Linked DNA regions of Callithrix jacchus: region 2 is linked to region 1. A link is a contact called in public Hi-C data. All regions are on one chromosome and are shown on one strand. Each heading gives the region's core, a stretch centred on a gene start, on an enhancer-like site or on the middle of the called end of the contact. The rest is flanking DNA. Distances are from core to core; before and after follow the strand shown. Region 1 overlaps DNER (delta/notch like EGF repeat containing). Region 2 overlaps DNER (delta/notch like EGF repeat containing).

Region 1 (6,033 bases), core at 1,769-4,268:
AAGGTTTCATATTCTAAAACTGTTTCTTCAGAGACGGTAACATTTAAATGTCTTCGTGGAAATGTCAAGGCACCCTTTATACTCAGTGCCAAGCAGCCTCAATTGGACTGTTTGAATAAAAAGGCACTCCTTCCAAAAGAGAGGGCTTCTGTGAAAATAAGGCTGTCACCCCCTGCTGATAATTAATTCACCCAAACAAATTAGCTCAGGGCGGTATGCCAAGGGTCTGAAAAAATATTAGGTTAGTCCAAAGAATTTTTTAAAATAAAATAAAAGATCAAAGTGTAGGATCAGAGTGGCCCCTTCCAAGGCACTGATCTTTATCAGTACTGCTCCCATCATTGCATGATTTGCTCCCGAATAATCAGTTCCCATTATTTCTTTCAAATTAACGGGGCACAGCAACCAACCAGATGTGGGGAGTGAGAAAAAGCGGTCAAGATGGCTGCCATTGTTTAGCCGAGTGAGTGGATGATGTCATTATCACCAAGAGGTACCACCAAAGGAAAAACAGGCTTAGTTTGGAGAAAACAGGCTTAGAGGAAGAAAACTGGTTTAACTTTGGACATGTTTAGATTGAATGCACTTGGGCAGGTCCAGGTGGCAGTTGGAAATATGTGTGCAAATGGCTTAGAAAGAACACTTTAGGAATGAGATGTCTAGACGTGGTTTTGAAGTTTTCATCAAAGAAGAAAATGAAAGGGAAAAAAGAAGGGAACAAGGTCAGACCAGATGGGCAGATGAAGAACAAGGAGCCAGATCAGGTCACCAGATAGAGATTGAGCAAGGAAGAAAAGAAAAGCCCAAGGCATGCAGTGCCCTGGAAGCCAAAGGATGCAAGGAAGTCAAGGAAGGCGGGTTAGCAGGGTCAGAGGCTCTCCTGGGCGAGAATGACCACTGCACTAGAAAACAAGGCGGTCACTGGATACCCTCAAAACCATGGCTCTTAATGGAGGCTGTGCTAGCCCTTAGAGGGTGTTTCAGGCAATTAGGGGTGGGAGTGGTCCTTATCACAATGATGGGCAGATTCTACTGGAATTTGGGGGGTGGGAGGGGCAAAGATATTAAACATCTTGCCACGCCCTGAATATTCCTGCATAGCAAAGAATACCTCCTCATTCTTCACAACTTGGGACTGTCCCACTGAATCTTCATGTAGGTGAAAACTCTGTCGATAACTTTCCCAGACTAAAACCTAACTTCTTTTTATGCACCCTTTTAAGATATACTGAGTTTTAAGCCTGGCACAGCGGCTCACACCTATAATCCCAGCACTTTTAGAGGCCGAGGTGGTTGGATCCCTTGAGGTCAGGAGTTCAAGACGAACCTGACCAACGCCATGAAATCCCGTCTCTACTAAAAATACAAAAAGTATCTGGGTGTGGTGGTGGGCGCCTATAATTCCAGCTTCTTGGGGACTGTGGCACAAGAGTCACTTGAACCTGGGAGGAGGAGGTTACAGAGCACCAAGGTCATGACACTACACTCCAGCCTGGGTGACAGAGCAAGACCCCATCTCAAAAAATATATATATATTGAGTTTTCCTAGAATGTACTACTGAATAAATCAAGAGAAGTTTGTACCAAGAGTTATTCATCATTTTATAAAATCACAAGAACAACAGCGCTAGTGGAATTTAAATCTCCAATAAAGAATATTCATCCATAAACAAAAACATCAACAAAAAATCACCTCCTCAGATAGTTTTCTGACAATGCTATGTAAAGTAGCTCTTCCCACTAGCAACTCAGCACAACACTCAGCTGATTTCCATCATAGTATTTGTAACTGTCTGAAATCCTATTTTTAACATAGTTCTTTACTTGATTACCATGTCTCTTCCTCCACTACAGTGTAAGCTAGAGGATAGAGTCTGCGAATACAGTGTTCACAGCTGTACCTGTGGTATCTGTTTTGGAAAAGCTGCACAAATAAACTTGAACTTCTTTGGGTTGAATAAGCACCCAAAATGTTATCAATTGATTCAATGCACTTTTAAAATGTTTCTTTCAGGTACCCTGGGTACTGGGTCCAAAGCTAAAGAACAGGGTCCCCACCTCCATGGAGCTTCCAGTGTGGTAGCAAGTCAGTGGCATCTGCCTTGTGTCAGGCCTTCTATGCGTGTTAACTTGTTTAATTCTCATAAAAACCCAAGGCGACGGGCATGACTACTCCCAATTTATAGATGAGGAATTAAGAGTTAGAGGGGTAAAGAAATCTGCCCAAGGTGGCGTAGTCAATCCTTCTTTGCCATGTTGCCTCCAAACTCATTGCCCAGTGCCTTAGTTTATTAGGGCTCCCATGAAAATACTATAGCACTGGTTGAATTAAACAAAAATGTATTTTCCCAGAGTTTTGGAGGCTAGAAGTCCATGGTCAAGGTGTCAGGAGGTATGGTTTCAAACCCGAGGCCTCTCCCCTTGGCTTGCAGATGGCTGCCTTCTCTATGAGTCCTCACATGTCCTCTTCTCTGTGTGTGAGCACTCCTGGTATCCTTCTGCTTCTCCTAAGGACACCAGTGCTATTGCATTACAGCCCTACCCTTATAACCTCACTGAACTTTACCTCTCTAAATGCCCTATCTCCAAACACAATGGAAGTTACAACTTCAACATGGAATGGGGGGTGAGGGGACATAATTTAATCCTTAACACCTAGAATCTGAGTTTCTCAGTCATGAGACATTGGTGTTTTGGACCAGATCGTGTTTGCCGGGAGCTTCCCTGTGCACTGTAGAATGTTGAGCAACATCCCTGACCTCTACGTACTAGATTCCAACAGTGCTGGACTCTCTCCAGCACCACCGTCCCACAGAAGAAAACAGGCCCTGGGCATATCTGGTGCTGACTCATACCAAGTGAATGGGATAAACAGGAGTAAGAAGGGAGACCCTGCCTGGTGATTTCTGAGCTAATGAGAACCCCATTGAACGCTGTGCCCTTGGAATGGGACTCCTCTCTGTGCCCCTTATCAAGCCTCAAGCCGCATGGTGGAGCTCGTTTCTAGCTAGCCTTCTTCTTTCTTTTCAGATGAAAAGACCACAGCCCTACAGGCTTGAGCAGCTCAGCAAAGGCACGGTGGAGCTCAGATTCTACCCCACAGAGCCTGACCTGCTCCAGAACAGGACACTTTGCTGCATAAAGGACTTAAGAGGCACTCAATTCCTACTCCTGCCAGTGAAAGGCAAGGCCTTCCATGGCCTTTCACCATCTTCCCTCTCAACACTGTCTCAAGACATCATTTAAACATCCATCTGGCTGCACACTGTGTTTGCTCACAGGAGCACTTTCCCTCCCCTCACCCATCCCTCATCACACTCAAATATATCCCAAACTCTAAGATTCTAATTGTAGCCAGATGGCTTTCACACTTCATGCAACAGATTCCGAGCAACCCATCCATCAGTTATCACCTCTGGAGGGCGATTTGTGCTTCCTGCTGCCTCAGACCAACAGGACCTTTGAAGACCAGGAGCTGCAATCAGGACAACACAGAGGAGGCCATGCTGCTCACTCCCCTAGTGCGTGCAGACCAAATTCAAGGCAAGAGTGAATGGAAGGTGTTTGGGGATTATATTTGGTTTTACTTGATAATCAGGCTGGAGTGAGTGTGGGGGTGTGGAGAGTGGTTCCCTTAAGGATGTGTTGCAACTCAAAGGATGTTTTCCTCTCTTTTCAGCATGAGTGGATAAAATGTGAAAACACATGACTTTCTGATTCAAGTCTAGGCCAGTTCCTGGAAGACCAAATATTCCACCTCACCCATAGCAGTTAAAGACATGGGGCACAGAGAAAATATCCTATTATGTTCATATGATTGTGAGCTTTCAAATTCTGGCTAAACTCACTGATGGTCATAAAGCCCTCGTGCTCTGGAATGTGAGACGGTAGCATTCATTTTGCCGTGCAGAGCTTATTTCAAGGGAAACTGCGTGTGTGTGTGTGTGTGTGTGTGTGTGTGTGTGTGTGCGTGCACGCGTACCTATCTCCCTTAGTCCCTCTTGTTGCTGGCAGGTTCCAAATGGAAATTGATTTAAGAACCAAAATAAAAAAAGAGGCAAGAATCTGGGCTCACATTAATCCTACTAAGTGTTCAAATGCTCTTGTTTAAAGGAAGCTGCTAGTATTGATAACTGCACAGGTTTTCACTGAGCAATCACGCTTGTCACACACACATACAACACACACAATAAAGCCAAAAACGTGTGTGAACGTGGAGGACGTTGTGTAAGTCCATGCAGAACGTTCGCTGGTGCGTGGAGGACAATAGCCGCTGATGTTGCTTATTTCTTTAATCTCGAATTTCTTATACTTTTATTGCTCATGTCACCTCAGCCAAAAAAGAAAATAGACACAAAAAGACCCAAATCTGTCAATATTTCCACTTGCTGTGGTTTTTATAAACATTAAATTAAAAGGACTAAAGACAGAGGCTAAGTTTTTGACTGTAAAACCTCCCTATTATTTATATTACTGAGCCATCTACAAATTTCCACCTCCCCCCCTGCGCTTCCAAAGAGATGGATGATGAAGGGCCGGCTCTAAATCATATCCTCGCTGTTCACACCATGAGTTTATATTCTCCCCCTCACTGATTCTCTGGCTCTAATAGCCACATGGGGAAGATTGATAATTCTCTGTTTCTTATGTTTGCCTCCTCGATTGATTCATTCCTTAAGTCAACAAATAGTTACTCAATGCCTACTACGTGTCAGGCACTGTGCTAGTCACTGGGGCTACATGGTGAGTTAAAACAGATAAAGGGCCTTTACTGAGGCGCTTATAAGGGGAAAAGCATCAATCCATCATTCAAGTCAATGCAAAGTCATACCTGGGGAGTGTAAGCAATGAGGGTCCAGGAGGGAGGAGATGCTGGAGAACTGACCTTACCCCAGGGAGGCTGCCAGGAGGAGGGGAGAGTGAGCTGAAAGGGAGGGGTAAACAGAAGAATGATGAGAAAAGTCAAGGTAGGAAAAGCTGTGTGTGCAAAAGACCTATGGTAGGGGAGCACAGCTGTGACTTGTTCTGGACGTGGGTCAGAGCCCACTGTAGAGCAAAGGGCAGAAAAGAAGCAAGAACAGGCAGGTGTCAGGCCTGGCAGCATCTTTAATGAGGGGTGGTGGGGGGAATACAAAATCAGATTTACATTGCAGAGAGATTGCTCCGCTACCATTTGGAGAATGGGGATAAGACCTGCAAGAATAATGGAGAGAGGGCCGGGCGCGGTGGCTCACGCCTGTAATCCCAGCACTTTGGGAGGCTGAGGCGGGTGGATCACGAGGTCAAAAGATCGAGACCATCCTGGTCAACATGGTAAAACCCCGTCTCTACTAAAAATACAAAAAATTAGCTGGGCATGGTGGCACGTGCCTGTAATCTCAGCTACTCAGGAGGCTGAGGCGGGAGAATTGCCTGAACCCAGGAGGCAGAGGTTGCGGTGAGCTGAGATCACGCCATTGCACTCCAGCCTGGGTAACAAGAGCAAAACTCCATCTCAAAAAAATAAAAAATAATGTAGAGCAATCAGTGAAGAGGCTGCTGCAATTGTCTTGGGAAATAATGGCTGGGATGAGAGTGGTGACAGGGCCACGTGGAATACAAATGTCAAGAGCCATTTAAAAAGTAAATAGAAATACCTGGTCATGAATAGTATGTGAAGGGTGAGAAGGAAGGAGAAGTGGAGGGGGAAGCCCAGGTTCCTGGCTTGTTTTATTTCTTTCAGAAGAGCGCAGGAATGGACATTTATTGAGTCCCCTTCTGTGGGCCAATTTCTCTTGTAGGCACTTTCAAATATGACAAAAACTCATTAGAAGGAAGGGGCTGGGGATGGAAATGGAATGGAAGGGAACCACCTTCTAGGAGAAGCAGACCTTGACTGAACAAAAAGAATTGACAGCTTCTCCTAGGAAAACAGAAGTGATTTGAAAAAAAAATCAGTTTCATGAGTATTTGCTGAAATCTGTCTGACTACACTATCAAGCACTGAACCAGCTGCTGAGGAGCTCGATTGTGCTGTAGTTAAGGAAGAAGGTT
Region 2 (5,986 bases), core at 3,112-5,611, 180 kb after region 1:
TCATAGTTATGTTACAACCAAAAGTAGTATAAAAGGTGAACTTATACAGATGCTCCTCAACTTAAGAAGGGGTCAAATCCCAATAAACCAGGTGTAAACTGAGAATACCGTAAGTCAAAAATGCCAACACAGCTGACCTGCGGAACCTCATAGCTTAGCCTCACCTAATTTAAACGTGCTCAGAACACTTACATTAGCCACCAGATGGACAAAATCATCTAACACAAAGCCTGTTTTATAATAAAGTGTTTAATATCTTATACAACTTACTGAATACTATATTGAAAGTAAAAAACAGAATAGTTTCAAGGGTACTTTAAATACAGCTTCTGCTGAATGAGAATAGCTTTCAAACTGTTGTCATTTTTTTTTTTTTTTTTTTTTAGAAGGAGTTTCACTGTTGTTGCCCAGGCTGGAGTGCAATGGCGCGATCTCGGCTCACGGCAACCTCTGCCTCCTGGGTTCAAGCAATTCTCCTGCCTCAGCCTCCCGAGTTGCTGGGACTACAGGCACGCGCCACCATGCCCAGCTAATTTTTTGTATTTTTAGTAGAGATGGGGTTTCACCTTGTTGACCAGGATGGTCTCAATCTCTTGACCTCGTGATCCACCCACCTCGGCCTCCCAAAGTGCTGGGATTACAGGTGTGAGCCACCGCGCCCGGCCCAAACTGTTGTCATTAAGTGGAACCAGTGTAGGTCAGGGACTGTCTGTATCTCAAATAAGTATCTCTGGTGACGTTAAGGACATTTTAAAGAGTAGTGATACTTTATATGTTTTTTTGAAATATTAGCTCCATGTCATACTAAACAGAAAAACTAAAATTTAATATAAAATAAAACTATAAAAATCTAGAAACTATGTCCTTTTAGATAAACCTTTACAGCAGATATGGAAATAAAGAACAGTTCCTTGAAATGTATTGGGGAGTGAAATTTAGATTTGATTCCTGACAAGACTTTATCAGATGTTTCTGATTATCTGTCATTCATCCTGGTAGCCAAGCACTAGTCTGAAGTTGAATGCACTCCTCTTTTTGTCCAGCCATGTTCATTCCCCAGACCAATTTCTCTTTACCTTCTCTCCCCCCATAAAATTCCTGCTCCCTCAGCTGGACTTCCAAAGGTAAAGAAAGACCTTCTCATCAGAAGAGGGTCAATCAAACATAAAATGCAGTAAAAGTTATAGAGACCTGAGCATTTTCATATATCATTTATCTTCATTATGATTTTTGCATCATATTTTAGAGGGTTAATCTAAATATATGTTTTCCATTTAGCAAAATTTTTCACGTACTCCAGAAAAAAACAGAGAAAATGCCCTAAGATAATCCTTAAGATTTGTCAATTATCCTGTACATTCGTTATCTCATTTAACCTGATCACCACCACTGAGAGACAGGCACTATTAGGAGGATGCGTACCCCATCCTCTGGGTGAGGACAGTTGCAATATATGGTCAGACAGAAGAAGGAATTCACACCAGGATGCAAGAAGCTGCCTGGATGCCTTGGACTGGGATGGGGAGATTCTAAACCTGAGCTTGGGCATTTGAATTGAGCTGCAAGATGGAACATTAGGTCAGCACATTAAGAAACCAGAGTTACGGCTGGACATGGTGGCTCACACCTATAATCCCAGCACTTTGGGAGGCCAAGGCAGGTGGATCACGAGGTCAGGAGATGGAGACCATCCTGGCTAACATGGTGAAACCCCATCTCTACTAAAAATACAAAAAAATTAGCCAGGCATGGTGGCACCCGCCTGTAGTCCCAGCTACTAGGGAGGCTGAGGCAGGAGAATCCCTTGAACCCGGGAGGCAAAGGTTGCAGTGAGCCAAGATTATGCTACTGCACTGTAGCGTGGGTGACAGAGTGAGACTGTGAAGAAAGGAAAGGGAAAAGAGAAAGGAAAATAGGAAGAGAAGGGAAGGGGAGGAGAGGAAAGGAGAGGAGAGGGGAGGGGAGGGGAGGGGAGGGGAGCGAAAGGAAAGGGAGGGGAGGGGAGCAGAGGGGAAGGGAGGGGAAGGGACGGCAGTGCAGGGGAGGGGAGGAGAGGGGGGAGAGGACGGGCAAAGGGAGGGGAGGAGGGAGACGGGGAGGGGAGGGGAGGGGCGGGGAGGGAAAAGGAAAAGAAAGGAAAGGAAAGGAGAAACTAGAGTTCCAAGTTCCTGGGAGACAGAGTGAAACAAAGGAAGGAAGGGAAAGAGGGAAGAAGGGAAGGAAAGAAGGGAGGGAGGGAGGGAGGGAGGGAGGGAGGGAGAGTTCGAAGTTCCAACCTCAAAGGTACTATATGCTGGATGAGAAACAAAGACAACTGAAAGGATGCAGAATGCTAAACTAGGGGGGAAGTAGTCCTCTGGAAACTGTCCAGGTGGGGAGAGAATACTGAGGGTCTCTTTTTCTGGCGGCTATTTCTACACCAAGGCTGGGGAATTAGAAAACAGTTAATTGGCCATGTAGTTGTTTGAGAAGGTTAAACTACAGAAGCTAGTTCAAGAGAGAGTAAAAAGTTAGAAGCGACTCACACAGGAGGGGTGGCTACGGAGGAGAGAGGCCCCAACGAGAGCTGTAAACCCACCAGTTACTTCTGAGTGCAGGCTCTGCAGTGGCAAATCACTGAGGTGCTGTCCTTGAATGCCCTAAGTCAGGCCAGAATCAAGTGGGAACAAAGGTTATCCTGAAAGACCAACATCCAACACCTCAAGTTGCCCACAATTCCTGGAAAAATGCAGATGAAAGACTCCCCAAAAAGTACTGACAGCCAGAGCATTCAGCAGCAAAGATCATACACCTGTGATGCCTTCACCGGGGCTGGAACAGCCACTGGACTCCAGAGCCCATGCCCTTTCCACTTTAAGCTACACTAGAAATACTAGGTTAGGGCCAGGCACGGAGGCTCACACCTGTAATCTCAACACTTTGGGAGGTGAAGGCTGGCGGATCACCTGAGGTCAGGAGTTCAAGACCAACCTGGCCAAGTTGGTGAAACCCCATCTCTACTATAAATACAAAGTTAGCCCAGAGATGGTGGATGCCTGTGGTCCCAGCTGCTCGGCGGGGGGGAGGGGGGCGCTGAGGCAGGAGAATTGCTTGAACCTGGGAGGCAAAGGTTGTAGTGAGCCAAGATCACACCACTGCACTCCAACCTGGATGACCGAGCAAGACTCAGTCTCAAAAAAAAAAAAAGTACGAAAAAGAAAGAAATATCATGTTAGAATCCAGTTTTTATTCTAAAACCTTACCAAAAGTGGAAGAAAGAGTATTGCTGGCTAGAATTCAGATTATCTGAGCCAAATTTCCTATCTACTGTCTCAACACCAAACCAAGGTTGGGTTGAATCAGATACAGTGTTGAGTAGAAGATTTTGGTAACTCACCAATAAAGTGATTATTCCCCAAGGCGAGCATCTCCTCCAGGAGGACCAGTCCCCCTGATGCCTGAAGCGGGGTCACACTTCGTCCATCTATGAGGGAGCACTGTTGGAATCCCGTGGCCGTGACCTTCCACAGCAAAATCAGTGAAGCAGTGGCATCTTTCCGAATCCTGAAAACAGGAATGACATAAACAGAAAGCTCCTTTCAGAAAAATTCATCTTAGAACCAGTCCTTCAAATGAAAAATAAATACAAAGATGATGTGTGCATCCATCAAGGTACCAGGAAATCGACGGCATGAACAGACGCACGGGCATCTAGCATAACCGTGCACACTCCCACTTGTTCACCATGTACCACAAAATGAGTCCTTGGCAACTCACCTTTGAGTAACCATTCCGACGGACAGTAAAAGAGTACACTAGGTTCTCTTTTTGACTAATCCTTCCATAGTCATACGATATAAAAAGAGTTTTGCTTTCATTTGTTATAAATGTGGACTGCAACTCAACACAGCCACCTGAGTTATGCTGCAAAAGTGTGTCACCCTCTCCCCAACCCCCCCACACTCATACACAGGCATCATCACACAATCCACCTCCCCATGCTTCAGGCCTTCCCTGGCTCATTTTCGGTTCAAACACACACACACACACACACACACACACACACACACAGAAAAGGATGTCATAGAAGACCCGTGAACCCCAGCCCCAGCTGCCCTTCACCTTTCTCCTCACAGACCAATGCTTCAGCAACTAGGAGCTACCAGTTCTTCCCCAACCCAGTTCTTTCTCAGCTCCCAAGCTTTGTCTCCTTCTCCACCTTGGAAATGCGTTCCTAGCCCACATATCACCTCGTCCCAGAGACCTCTGACCACCTTCCCAACATCCCAGCAGCGGCCCATTCTCCCCAGTGTTCCTGGAGAAGAGCACAGTAGACTGCACATGCCCCCAGCACCGAGCTCCTGGCATGCAGCAGGGGCTCAGTAAAGCTTTGATCAGTGACTACATTCATGAGGAAATGGAAGCGTAAGGAGCTAGTAACCCGCACAGGTGAATTCAGGGCCCAGAGGTCGGCCCTTCGGCACTCCCATCTCACTTGATCTGAGTCAGACTCTGCTAATTCTGTCGGGTTCTACAGCCTAAGGGAGTCTCAGAGAATGGCAGGTTTGTTGAAAGGAAAAAAAACAAAAGCATTTAAAGAGATAGAAGGCCAGAACGTTCAGAAAGGCTTATCAAGGTAAGATAGTACGATCCAGACAGGAAAGGGCTGAGAGATATTTTCATAAGAGTAAAAGAAACTAGAAATCCTGCTCCTGAAACTAGCCCAGGACGGCGGGGATTTCAGCGGTAGCTTGAGCAATGAAAGAAACACTTAGGACCGGGGTCCCCCTGCTGGTAGAGCTCGAAGCTGCCTCAGACTCCAACTCTTCCCTCCTCTCCGGATGGGGTGTTCCTCCTGAGCCCAAGGAGTTCCCAAGCAGCCCTTCCAGGCTCTTCCCCTGCCAGAGTGAGTTCAAGGCCAGGGGGAACCAGGGTGCAGGAGCAATGTAATGAAGTTCCTCTTCCAAACATGTTCAGAGACTGCATTGTTTAGAAAGCCAGGTAGACAAAAATGGGCATGGATACATGGAAGAGACCTATAGTGCCCACAGGCTCCTGAAGAGGGCATCAAACTGGTTAACCAGGACACATGTTCCCAGTCTTCTAAAAATCCCCGAAGACTGAACAGCAAATGCCCCTTAGGTTGCACGGGAAGTGTCGGGAGGGCGTCAGTTAACAGCAGCAGAGAAGGATGGGCAGTGGGGGATTTTCAGCCAGCCTGGGGCGCCTTAATACTGGCCCATCCCCACCCCCAGCTTTGTGCTCCTGAGCACCTGCTGACTTGAGCCTCACATGAAGCACTGCACACATCAGGTCTCAGCCTGCCCTGCTTCCCTCTGCCTCTCCCTCTTCCCCACCCATGGCGATGGACCCTGTCATTTGAAAGAGCTTGAATTTAAAACAAAACACTCTTCTCGTCTGCTTGCTTTTAAAGAGAAAATTGTAAAAAATAAAAAATAAAGATAAAATCATAATACGTAGATTTTTAATTTGGGGCAAATTATGCATCTGAATATGACTGATGTTCCATTAAAATCTTAAGAGGCCAATAATTTGGGAAGCAGAAGCATTTGGGAGACAAGGAATCTGGCTGGGATCTTATCTAAGGCCTCAAGGTTTGTCACCTCACACCAGACTCATCCGGTCCAATTTCTCAATTCCACGTCTCCAGCCTGACGACCCTCACTGTCACCTCCTCTGAAATTGCTTCCTCTAGTTTTCAAATGGCAGAGGCCACATCTACCCATGGAATCCATTCACGATTCTCACTTGACCACTTACACAACAGGTCCGTGGATGGACACAACCCCACATACAGGTCATAGCATCACTCTTCACAGTTTTAATTAAGAATTTTCTTACTTGACTGAGGTGTTCTGTGGCACTTCAAAGGATACCAGGCGGCCACCTGCAGAGCTGTTAGAACTGGCATTCCCACAGGCAACATCTGGGATCACCTGGGAAGGAAAAAGAAGGCATGTTATTGGGGTTGATTACAGTACAAAAT

The links. Hi-C and Micro-C count contacts between places; a contact is called where the count stands out from the background.
Region 2: a Hi-C map of skeletal muscle shows a contact between it and region 1, with 6 times the contacts expected there. The contact joins two enhancer-like sites. A contact is called at or near these places in 3 of 3 Hi-C or Micro-C datasets (induced pluripotent stem cells and skeletal muscle).

The regions. Positions count from the first base shown.
Region 1 is chr6:150,932,978-150,939,010 of calJac240_pri, forward strand. All of the region lies in intron 8 of DNER (delta/notch like EGF repeat containing), which reads right to left. Among named protein-coding and RNA genes, the nearest start is that of PID1, 140 kb to the left of the region's middle. Within about 2 kb of position 3,019, at least 2 of the 16 cell types and tissues checked have an H3K27ac peak or open chromatin away from gene starts, as enhancers often do. A contact at or near this core is called in skeletal muscle, where this site is marked.
Region 2 is chr6:151,109,085-151,115,070 of calJac240_pri, forward strand. It overlaps DNER (delta/notch like EGF repeat containing), which reads right to left. Exons shown (of 13, transcript XM_002749868.6): 3 at 5,842-5,936; 4 at 3,377-3,543. Among named protein-coding and RNA genes, the nearest start is that of DNER, 140 kb to the right of the region's middle. Within about 2 kb of position 4,362, at least 3 of the 16 cell types and tissues checked have an H3K27ac peak or open chromatin away from gene starts, as enhancers often do. A contact at or near this core is called in skeletal muscle, where this site is marked.